2 separate regions of the Macaca mulatta genome follow, and region 1 is linked to region 2. The links are chromatin contacts, called in public Hi-C maps. All regions are on one chromosome and are shown on one strand. Each heading gives the region's core, a stretch centred on a gene start, on an enhancer-like site or on the middle of the called end of the contact. The rest is flanking DNA. Distances are from core to core; before and after follow the strand shown. Region 1 holds the start of AIG1 (androgen induced 1). Region 2 holds the start of HIVEP2 (HIVEP zinc finger 2).

What was found. Hi-C and Micro-C count contacts between places; a contact is called where the count stands out from the background.
Region 1: a contact with region 2 is called in a Hi-C map of fetal cortical plate, with 3 times the contacts expected there. The contact joins the promoter of AIG1 here to the promoter of HIVEP2 in region 2. A contact is called at or near these places in 2 of 14 Hi-C or Micro-C datasets (fetal cortex germinal zone and fetal cortical plate).

Annotation. Positions count from the first base shown.
Region 1 is chr4:48,317,637-48,323,486 of T2T-MMU8v2.0, forward strand. AIG1 (androgen induced 1) reads left to right here and starts at 2,182. Exons shown (of 6, transcript NM_001260565.1): 1 at 2,182-2,360. The coding sequence starts at 2,220.
Region 2 is chr4:48,190,667-48,196,945 of T2T-MMU8v2.0, forward strand. HIVEP2 (HIVEP zinc finger 2) reads right to left here and starts at 1,350. Exons shown (of 11, transcript XM_077999484.1): 1 at 926-1,350.

The sequences.
Region 1 (5,850 bases), core at 932-3,431, 130 kb after region 2:
CTGCACTCCAGCCTGGGTGACAGAGCTAGACTCTCACACACACACACACACACACACAAACCTGACCATTAAAAATGACTTTATGAAAATATTATTTCCTTTTGTAACAATGGAGTTGAGGAGTCTTAATAATTTTCTAACATGTAAAGCAGGAAGGGTATATCAAACCTTGCAAATATCACAATAACTCATAAAACTTTATTAAGGCTTTATTGAGAGGTGAGGCCACTGAACTTCCTGAGTCTAGTGGGGACTTGGGGAACTCGCCTGTCTTACAAGAGGATTGTAAAATGCACCAATCAGTGCTCTGTAAAATGCACCAATCAGTGCTCTGTAAAACACACTAATCAGCGCTCTGTAAAACGCACCAATCAGCAGGATTTTAAAAGTAGCCAATTGCGGGAGGACTGAAAAAAGGGCACTCTGACAAGGCAGAAATGGAACACGGAAGGGGACATAAAGGAATAAAAGCTGGCCACCCCAGCCAGCAAGGGCAACCCGCTCAGGTCCCCTTCCATGCTGTGGAAGCTTTGTCCTTTTGCTCTTCAAAATAAACCTTGCTACCATTCACTCTTTGGGTCCTTGCCATCTTTCAGAGCTGTAACACTCACCACGAAGGCCTGTGGCTTCATTCTTGAAGTCAGTGAGACCACGAACCCACCGGCAGGAACCAACTCTGGACACACTGTTAAGGTAGATAGATCTTCAATAGATCTACTCTTTTTTTATTTATTTTTATTTTTGGCAGTTTCATAACCAGGTACCAAGGATGCACAATTTAAAAAAGTAAACCCAACTTTTACATTAAGATATGACCAAAAATCATCAATAATACATCGTTTTAATGCTAGTAGAATCTTATTCTGACACCAATTCTATTAGCATAATTATAATGCCAATTTTAAAAATCTAGTTTAGACCTTGATTGGAAACATTCAGGAAAACATCCATGGCTTGCTACTTTCTCTTTACCTCTACCACTATGCTTCTCCCCACCAGCCCTCCCTCCACATCCTCTGACTCAGAGACTATTTGGAGAGGACACCTGTTTTAAATGGATCCACAGGAAATACCTATGTTGCCTTTTCATAATCCGACCCTGCATCTGGTTGGCTGAAATGAAAATGTTGCCCACAGACTGATGCAACTTCAGTGTGACAACATTTACTGGAAGGCAGGAGGGATTCCAGTTTATATTTATTTTCCTTCCATTAAGCCCTGGTAGTGCAGTGTAAGAAAAAAATAAGTAAAAGGGCAAAACCAGTTTAACACCCAAAAGATTAGTATTAAATTACACGCAGGGGTTTTACATCCACACTTGGATTTTTTTTTTAAAGCTGAATGCAATCCTGTGGCAGAAAGTTATTTGATAATCCTTTCTTTATAGCTTTTTATTTACAAACCACTTGTCCAAAGTTCATATTCTAGCTGATGTTACATACTAATATGACATTAATCAATCTCTGGTGGAAAAGTGCTGCGTAGCCTACCCATTGAAAGCAGAATTTAGAGTTTCCTAGTGATTGACAGTCGTCAGTCAACACTGAAAACTTTATTGCTCTAAAATACCGAAAGTCACTCGTGGCTGAATGTGCTCGGGTTTACACCCCACGTTCACACCCCCACTGGATCTCTCCGCACTGGTCACCCGCTCTCAACCAACTGCAACTACCCCAAGAAGCATCACCGCGATTCCGGGAGGTGGGGGGACATTTGTGGACACTGGGGTCCCCTCCTTCAATCTAGGTTCCCCGCCCCCTCACCCGGCCCGGCGCCCACTAGCCACAGGCCCCGCTTCCCCCTGGAGATCAGCGCGCACTTCCCGAGCCTCCGTCGCACTCAGAGGTCGCACCCACTCCTAGGACTCCTAGGGGGTGCCCCGGCCGCGTGTCCCGGGACCCTGCGATCGCAAGAGCAGAATGACGAAGGTGACGAAAGAGATGACGACATGCCGCCTGCCAGGCCGTGGCCGGCAGTAGAGAGCGTCCGCAATCCGCGCCCAGCCAGTACAGGTCACCCGGGCGCTCGCGGCCGCGCCAGTCCCCGGGGTCGCGCGCCCAGCCCCCTCGCCGCCCCCGCCCCGCCCCGCCCCGCCCCCGCCCCTCGCCAGCTCCCGCCCCGCGCCAGTGTTCCCACGGCGCCCGCCCCCACGCGCCGGGCGTCTCCCTCCCTCCCTCCCGCCCTCCTCGCCGCCCAGCCAGCCCAGGCCTCTGGCGAACATGGCGCTTGTCCCCTGCCAGGTGCTGCGGGTGGCAATCCTGCTGTCCTACTGCTCTATCCTGTGTAACTACAAGGCCATCGAAATGCCCTCGCACCAGACCTACGGAGGGAGCTGGAAATTCCTGACGTTTATTGATCTGGTAAGGCCGTCCCCTCCCCCTAGTCGCCCCGCACCCCGTGCCTCTGTGTGTGTGTGTGTGTGTGTGTGTGTGTGTGTGTGTGTGTGTGTGTGTGTGTGGATGCGCGAGCACCTGCGCACGTGCGCGCCTCCAGCATCCACCCGTGTCCTCGCCTCTTCCCCAGTGATTGCGTGTGAAGGCCTGGCTGCCCCCGCAGCGGCATCTTCTGAACCACTCACCCTTACCTGGCTGGGTTACCCTTACCTGGCAGCTGGGGGACAAATGGAGGTGGGGCGCAGCCAGGTGGTGGGCTCTTTGGAGGGGGACACCGAACTGCTTCTAAGAGGTGACACGGGAAGAATCTTCAACTAACAAAAGCATCGGACCTGATCATGAGTGGCCTGAGACCCATTCGCCCTCAAGGTGCTTTTCAAAGCACCCACCGTGGGATGAACTTGGTGCAACTGAAGGAAACTGGGTATTGTCTAGTGATTTGGAACTTCACCTGAAAGAATCAAACCCTTCTCATAAGGGAGAGAAAGCACCTAATAAAGTTGTCTTCTTTGCATCTGTTTTTTCCCCCACCCTTTGTCAATAATTTACTTTCAACCTTTACCCCGTAAATGTTAGGAGACAGAGATTTTCAAAGTGCATTTCCAAGGTGACGGTACACACTTCTCTGTCTTCCGATGTACAAGTTTACAGTAGTTTGCATAAGCAGCTCCTCTGTTGGCACAATATGATAATCTTGACAGGTGCCGGTTATTATTAGTATATCATTTTGAAAGTTTTTCTATTTCTGGCAGTAAAAGGCCCTCTTCAACCCCCCTGGAGAACAGAACATAGGCATAAGGCCCAATAATGAACTCATGGATGGACCTAGGAATTTCAGGGTAAAGGTGATTAAGACACACGCTAAAAGATTATTAGGAAGAGGCTTAAAACAAAAGCAGTGAAGTTCGAAAGCACTCAGAGAAATTGTAGAACCAATTCCTGGGACTCCCTGAACTGTTTATCCAAGACTATACACTAGGTTGGCCACACCAGCAAGATTATAATCTCTTGTTGACCCTCCATTCTGATGAAGAGAACATGATACCTGTTTTAAAAATTTCCAAAGCCTTAGGATGCCTCAAAGAAATGCAGAGAGGCTTTTGGTTTAAAAATAACACCTTATATTTGCATTATATTAGATGCTTTCAGAGTGGAATTTCAATTCTTTTGCCCAGGAGTCTCCAAACTGTGCACATACCCTTAGGCCCACAAGACTTCACAGGGCATAGAATGTTTCAAGGGTTTTAATTTTCAGATCCTCGTCTTCCAAGTCTGCTTGAAACTAATTTCCCTCTGAACATGGGTGATGCCTGCCAATTCTTTCATTCTCCCCATTCATCCAAGTGAGGAGCACGTGACAAGGCTCTGGGGTGTATTTTTCTGTCTGTTCCTTTTAGCTTCCAGAAGATAGATGGCTGTCACCAGGACTATCTTTCTATTTGATTGAACAACAGTGTTGGAGTTGTCTTGACAGAAAGTCTTATTGGGTTGATTGGCTGTCAATGAGGATTGGTTTTGCCAATTATGTTGTGTCGCAGACATTTTCCATACATTGAATGAGCTAAATCTGCAACCCTGAGGTTCTGATGCATATGTATATGAAGCAAGCATACCAGCCATAGAGCGCCAGAAAGATGTCCCTTTTTCAAGTGTTTACACTTAACTATGTTAAGGATGTTGAGATGTTATTTAAAAATATGTGCACAGATTTTCAGAATTCTTTGAGGGTCTGTGAGCAAAACTCCTTTTGGGACACTACCTTATCCCATTCCTAAGTCAGATCTTACTTAGAGTTGGCCCATTTGAATGTTGCTAAGGAGCAGTGCTGGGTGAAAATACAGATATGCCGTGAGAGCCATAGGTACTAGAAACAGCCCTCAGCACCACTCTTACAGTAGATGCTGTGTTGTGGGAGCAAGGGGAGGGGTCAGCAGGTGAACAGAGGTAGAAATTGAGGGTGTTGGTTAACCCAAGAGATGCCTGCTTTTCGTAATTGGCATTGCTTACTGTGCGTTAAAAAACAAGGCTCAGAAGAAACAATATACCTCTCATAACCTTTGTGTGACATGAGACCATAGTAGAGTCGGCTTGATATGCTGTCATATAATTTATCTTTTAGCATTCAGTGATTGCACTTGCCTGATTTAAATACTAATCACCATAAAGGACTTTTTTTTTTTCTATCCCTGAAGTCACACAGTAGATTCAAATGTGGAACATTTACTTTGCTTCATATTTAGCTTCAGATTGTATAGGAACTTTAGCCAGCCATTGTAATTTTTTACTCTGTGGCTCCTGATTGAAATATAATAATCTTTAACCAAGAATTCCTGTGAGAAAGTATGTCTGAGATATAGTCATAAAAACATTCACGCAAAGTGTTATTCTTTTTATTATTTGAGATTTGGAATCCTTAGAGCTTAAGCATTGTACAGCTGTTAAAACAACCAACCTGTCAATCCTCAGTAATGGCATTAAAAGATTAGGCTACTATAATTTAGCCATTTTGCTTTTCACTTTTAATGTTAAAAAGACTGTAAACTTTATTACCTAGTGCCTTGTACAATATTAATGAGTCTAAGTTTATTGGAGTAATTTTGCAAGAGGATTTAACTTTTTAAAATTGTAATGAGAGGGCCCTTTTTTCTAGCCAACTTGGATTGCAGGAATCATTTATCCTGGTAGTCACACTTGGATTCCATGTTCCATGGCTTCAGTTTACCAGGATCTGAGTCAGGAATCTCAGGCTGCGTGCATCTGGGAGCACAGTTATGTGGCAGTGGCCATTCTGGCTGTATTCATATCTCTCTTTGGGTATGAGGGTCATTCCAGTAGATTCAGAGCTTATGGTCAAAAACTGAATTGCATATTGTTGCTACCAGTAATCTTATACTGTTATTCTCCAATGGTTTCTTTTCCTAGTATTGAGAAACTGTAAGAGAACTAAGGTGCTTTTGGAAAACTGAAGCTAATAAATGGAAAAAGAACACTGTCTTGGTGTGGTAGGCAGAATAATGGGGCTCCAAAGATGTTTACATTCTCATGCCAGGAACCTGTGAATACATTAGGTTATATGGCAAAGGGAAATTAAGGTTGCAGATGGAATTAAGATTGCAAATCAATTGACCTTAAAATAGGGTAACTATCCTGAGTTACCCCATTGGGCCCAATGTAATTACAAGGGTCCTTGAAAGGAATAGGGAAACAGAAGACAAGAGATTGTTGGAGGAAGATGTGACTGGAAGAAAGTCGTAGAGAGATTTGACAATGCTGGGTTTGAAGATGGAGGATGGAGCCAGGAGACAAGGAGTGTGAGAGGTGTCTAGAAGCTGGAGAGGAGAAGAAAATGGTTTTCCTCCTATAGTTTCCAGGAACACATACCTGCTGACAGCTTAATTTTAGCATATTTTGGACTTCTGACCTCCAGATTGTAAAATAATAAATTTGTGTCGTTTAA
Region 2 (6,279 bases), core at 100-2,599:
GCAGGCCGGCGGCCCGGGCCTCGCGCCGCCCGCCAGCCCGGCCGCCCGCGCCGCGCGCCGCGGCCCCCTCCCCCGCTACCTGACAACGGGCCCCCGCCGGCCGCCGCAGCCGCAGCGGTGGCCGGGCCGTGCGCGCCGGTGCACGTCGCTCATTAGTAAGCAGGCACATTCCTGCCTCCAGCGCTCCCGCGCGGCCCCCTCCCCCCAGGACATTACGCAAAGCAGCCTCTCCTCATCTGCATAGATCCGCGGCCAGGGTATTCCCCGCATTTCCCCACGCGCCCGACACCCCTCCCACGGTCTCCCCCCATCCCCGCCCCCTCCGACCCTCACCCTTCGGCCACCGGGAAGGGGCTAGGGGCACGCGCCGGGGAGCGGGGAACGGAGTTAGGCGGCGGCGATTCCAATATAAAGTGAAACAAGCTACCAGCGCCGAAGGAGGCAGGAAAAACCCAGCGCCCAGGCCACTTACCGAGCCGAGGAGGGACCTAGATTCCCGCCGCTCCGCTCTCGCGGTGGCCGGTCCGCCCACCGCGCACCCCGAGGCTGCACCCAGCACCCCAGAGGCGAGACGTGGAGGAACGCTGTGAACAAGCCGGGAGACCCTCCAAGTTGCTCTGGGCTCCGGGGAGCGTCAAGGTCCAAGACACAACTTGGCAAAGACTTGTGCCACAGTCACCGAAGATGTTTGTGCGGAGACCCTCCTCCGGGGAGCGACGGCGCTCGGCGGCGCCCTGCTCTCCTCCTCTCCACCCCCTCACCTCCAGCCCGCCTCCCGCCGGCCGCCCGCCTCCGGGCCGCGAGCCCCTCGGGCGGCTGTCAGCTCCCGGCCGCCGCCGGGTGACAGGGGCGGGAGGAGGTCGCGACGCGGCGGCCCAAGCCCGAGCGGGCGAGGGGGATCCTCGCAGCCGCGGCGGCCGCTCACCTGGAAAGTCACCGCTGAGGAGGAGGAGAAGGAGGACGGGGAGGAGGAGGAGGGAGAGGAGGAGGGGGAGGAAACCCCCCTGGTGCCCTTGTTCTTGCTGCCGCGGCGGCCGCTCCTCGCCAAGGCTGAGCGTGTCTGGTGGGGGGTGTCTGGTAGCATTTCCTTAAGGACAGAGGGAGGGCGGGCGCGGAGGGAGGGAAGAGATCCCGACCGCCAGCCCAGGCTCCTCTTGCCTTTATTTATTTTTCTGACACTGTACGGAGATGGGCCCGGGGTAGGAGCCGCCGGACTCAGGCGGGAGCCGCGAGGCCCGGGCCGCAGCTGTCTGCGTGCGGGAGCCGCAGCGGCCGCCTCCCCTCCCGGGCTGTGGACGCACCGGGTTATTCCTGGCAGCGCCTCCCCGAACAGAAGTTACTAGGAGGAGTGCGCGGCGAGGGCGGACTGGGGGGAGAGGCGGAGGGAGGGAGGGAGGGAGGAAGAGGGAGAGACTCAGCCAGCGACGTCATCGGATCCCCCAGCGCGTCCCAGGGAGGGAGGCTGAACCAGAAAAACCAGTCTGGAGCCAGCGAGCGAGAGAGGGATGTGCGGCGCGCGGGGGACGGGGGAGGGAGGCGGTCGGGAGGGCAGGGCCCGGCCCCACGGCTGCCGCTCCGGGCAGGGAGATCGCGGCCGCGCACTCGCTCGGTCGGAGCGGGGAACTCCCCGGAGAGTCGGTGTCTGCTTGTCATGCAAAAAAACTTGGGCATCTCTAGGAGCCTGAGAATTTTCTCTAAGGATGTGGAAACCTCCTCCGTCCCCACCCCTTCCCCATTTCCCAGAGAATCGTCGTCTGCCTTCCTGACGAACGGAATTGTATAATTAGTAGTGTCCTTAGATTTAGTCCCAGTACTCCGGAACCCTGGCCTCTCCTCGCCCCTGCCTCTACTCACAATTACCGATAAAGAAAAGCAAAATCAGACTGGCTCCTGGCTGCGTTTCTGGAGCTTCGCAGTGTTTTACTAGCACTTTCCCTGCCCCTGCGGGCGCGCGAACTTTTCACGTGCTCTAAACGCCCGAATTGCCTTCTCTGGGGTCACTCACCAGGGTGCCCCCGGGGCCCCCAGCTCTGGGACCGCGGCCCGCCCTCGCCGGGGAATTCAAATAGGTGTGGGCAGCGGCGCGAGGAGCAGCTGCCGGTTTCCTGGTGGGCCGCGCTGGAACCTCGGGGCGAGCTGCCACCTTCAGCCTGTGCACTTCCCTCTCCACGGAAGGGACCGGAGTTGAAATCACACCCAGCCCTGGGAGAGCGGGGCCGGGGGGCGGAGAATCCCAGGCGAGTGGGTGCCGAAGCTCTGGGCTTCCTCCCAGGCCGGGCGACACCCGGGGGACACCGGGGCTCCCTCGGGCCGTTACCCTGCCTATGTGGACTGGTGTGCACCCTCAGGGGAGGTTCCCAGGCGGCCACGGTGCCCGAGCGCGACCAGTGACTGCTGGGCCGGGCCGGTGCCCGGAGTGCCTCCTCCGGGTGGTCTCCCGGCCGAGCGGGGACAGCGCGCAGCCCCTCCCGGGCGCCCCAGTCCCCGCGCCCTGCGGAGCCAAGCCGAGCGCCCAGGGCGCCGCAGTTCCCATCCGTCCTCCCCACCCCCCGGCCGCGCCGCCGCCCTGCCCGGGGCGGAGTAAACAAGAGACGCGCAAGATTTGACCTGGTGCGACCCGGCTTTCTGGCCGGGGTTCCCCCTGAGCAGGTGACTCCGTGGGAGGGGTGGAAATGAGTCTCAGGAATTCCGGGCCAAAGACAATAACTGTGGTTCTGCTTTTAAAGCAGGTACTTCACCAACAACTGCGGAATGTTTTGTGTCTCGAGTTTCAAATTTCGCGGAAAGGGACCAAATGTCAGGACATATAAAATATCCCCTTCCCTTTTCATTAAAAATGAATGCATTACAAAGGAAGGGCAGCCCCTTAATGCCTGCGAGAATAGCGCCGCTGGTTCCGGGTTTGTTTTGTTGTTCATTCTGGCCTACAATCAGTGTATTTCTGAGGTCCCTATGCTATGGCAACAGTGCCGTGAAGGGCAACTCTGCCAAATAAAGCGGTGATACATTTTTTTAACCGATTTTTTTTTCTCAGAGGAGAAAAATCTGAACAATTTGGCGTAAGTTTCACTTCGTCCTCCTCTTAGGTTGATCTCATTTAAATTCAGTGCCTACTTCCACTTAAGCAACTTCTTCTTTCATTGTATAGGTTCTTCAATATCCAGTCTTTTTCAACTTGAAGGCTTTAATTTAAAAAACTGTCCCAATCATCATTTTCTTTTAAATGTATGCCGTTGCATTTTAAACATCCATTTAACGCACAAAATGTAATTTTTGAAATTTTTTTCACTTTCAAACCCACCTGCTACATACTCCCAGAGAGCGTTTTATTTAATTGCTTAATAGAGAAGATTAAGCAGTTTCTTTAAGAATCCAGTTTCCCTTCAACAAACACAACAGCAGCTGCCCAAGCTCCCAGAAACTAAGCAAAGGCAAGTAGCAGGCAGTGTTTTACTTCACTAGAATGAATGTTAGTTGAATACCTCTTTAAAAGACTAAAGAGAATAATGGGAATATTAAGATACTCCAGTCGTTAGTTAAAATATTTTTTAAGGAAAACCAGGCAGATATACATCTATTTTGATGATTTGATCCCACCTTCAAAGAGGATCCCTGAACAGAGTTTTAGTCAAAATTTGACAAATTTTAAATAATTACTTTGTTTCAGAGTCATGACGATGGAAAGAAGATAACCTGCATTGAGTTGAAGTAAAGTAAAACTATTATGAATATGCGTAACTAGGTGACATCCTCTCTGCTGGGAAGAATCCTTTTTTTTTCTTTTTTTTTTTTTTTTCTGGTGACAGGGTCTTGCTCCATCACCCAGGCTGGAGTGCAGTTGCATGATCTTGGCTCACTGCAGCCTCTCCCTTTCAGTCTCAAGCAATCCTCCCGCCTCAACCTCCCGAGTGGAGAGAGGGCCACTAAAGATTTGGAGCAAATCAGCACCATCCACTCCAGAGCCTGACCTACAGAGGACTTATAGAAAGCATTGTCTATTGTGGTTGCTTATTCCTGTGGTCAGTCCCAACGGCCTTCTGATTGGGGATTTCTCTCCAAAAGGCTGCATGGCTTTTCTTCTCCAAGTGAATCTCCTTTATAACCCATATTTTCTGTCTGTATCCCAAACATGCTATCCATATTTAGTCAATGTCCAGTTGCTTGCATGTAAGGGCAATAGAGTAATCAAAAAACTCTTCCCAGAAAGCCCCCAGAGACAAAACTAGCATTGGTAGAAAACTGGGCATGCAGCTCTAAGAAGCTCTATGGGAAGTGAGGCTGGGTGGGGCACTGCTGCCCCAGCCTGGCACCCATATGGAGCATCAGCAAGGAAGCAGGAGCTTTCTTTTCATCATGCATCCTTCTTACCACTTCTCAGGTTCAAAGGGAAAGAAAATGTGGTAATCTGCATTTTCAGACATTAAGAAAGTAAAATAATTAATGGCTACATGGTTGTATGGCATTTTTCATAGTGTTGTCAGAAAATCACTTTGAACTGAAATTACTTTCATTCAAAAAATATTTATTGAATGCCGGCTATGTGCCGAAGATTCTTAAGATACATCAGTGAACAAATGAAAGTTCCCTGCTTTCTTAGAGCTTGCATTCCAGCGGGAGGAGAGGATTTGGAGGAAGAATGGGATAGACAATAAATGTAAGTAATAAATTATATAGGACTTTGAAAGGTAACATGTTTTGGGGAAAAACATAAAATAGGGTAAAGGATATAGGTGGGGTGAGGGTTGTCCTGATGCTATATTAAATGGGAACATCAGAGTAAGACTTGTTGAAACGTGAGATTTCTGCCATGGCTTGAAGGAAATACCTGGAGATACCTGGAGGACAGAGCTTTTCAGATAGAGGGAGCAGCCAAGGTACAGCTCCAATACCTGGAATTTTTACAGACATCAATGGTAACGGTGTGGCTAGAATAAAATGAGACAGCCAGTGAACAGAAGGCCTCTCAGGCCACTGTAAGAATTCCAGAAAAGCTTCATAAAAGGCAAGTTTTGGGCCTTTACCACTCAGCTCCGTGGAATCTGAATCTTTGTGGGCCCAGGACTCTGCATTTTTAACATGTAAAGCAGTTGTTACTTATGTATTCTAAAGCACAAGACCTCCTGCCACAAAGCGTGGAACCTGATATATCCAGGCAGGAGAACTGGGTACCAGGAGACATTTTACATGAAGCTTTCAGAACCAGCCATGTCCATGTTACTAATCAAGACTCTTTCTGTAAATCTGCAACTCAAATGACTTTAAGGAAAAATGGATTTCATTGATTCACATAACTATAATTCAAGGACTAACTTTCAACATAGTGAGATCCTGAGGCTCAAATTATATTACCCCGTAAGGCCTTCTCCATGTCTGTTCTTATCTCTGTGCTTCATTTTGCCCTTCAGGCAAACATTCTGCAGGTTGGTGGCAGCATTCCCAGATTATCTCCTTCCTAGATAAGCAACCCAGCAGGAAAAGACCTTCTTTCCAGATAGCTCAGGCAGCCTTAGTCATGTCATTGCACCTGAACCACTTGCCGGGCTTGGGTAGAGTAATCTGATTGGTCATGACTAGGCCTGAAGAGGAAAAGGTCCTCATGGAAAAGAAAAAAAAAAAAAAAAAAAAAAAAAAGCTGTTCCCCCCAAAAAATGGAGTCTTGCAAACCAGGGGGTGGAAAGTATCCACTATATCCCTTAAGTCTTTTGGCTTTGGTTTCCCTATTTTTTATAACTAGGGATTTGGTCAAGATGATGTGTCTAGTTCCCTGTACATTCTATATAAATCATTGTAATAAATTCCCCCCATAAAATTGTGCAAAATGAATTAACTGGCATGCCAGTCTCTCAGATAAATTTATAGTACTATAAATAAGACATTAAAAGGGTTACCTGCTATGGGATTCTAATGAATAAATAGAAGATAGCCTTAGGTCTTAATAAAGAGTAATGACTTAGAACTGCCTTTCTGAAGGATCTCTTGCTTCCTACTTATCTGCTTTAGTTAGTATGTGGCGGAAAATTAAGCAGTGTCATGATTCTTGTGATGTTAAGAATACATAGGGGCCGGGAGCGGTGGCTCAAGCCTCTAATCCCAGCACTTTGGGAGGCTGAGATGGGCGGATCACGAGGTCAGGAGATCGAGACCATCCTGGCTAACACGGTGAAACCCCGTCTCTACTAAAAAATACAAAAAACTAGCCGGGCCAGGTGGCGGGCGCCTGTAGTTCCAGCTACTCCGGAGGCTGAGGCAGGAGAATGGCGTAAACCCGGGAGGCGGAGC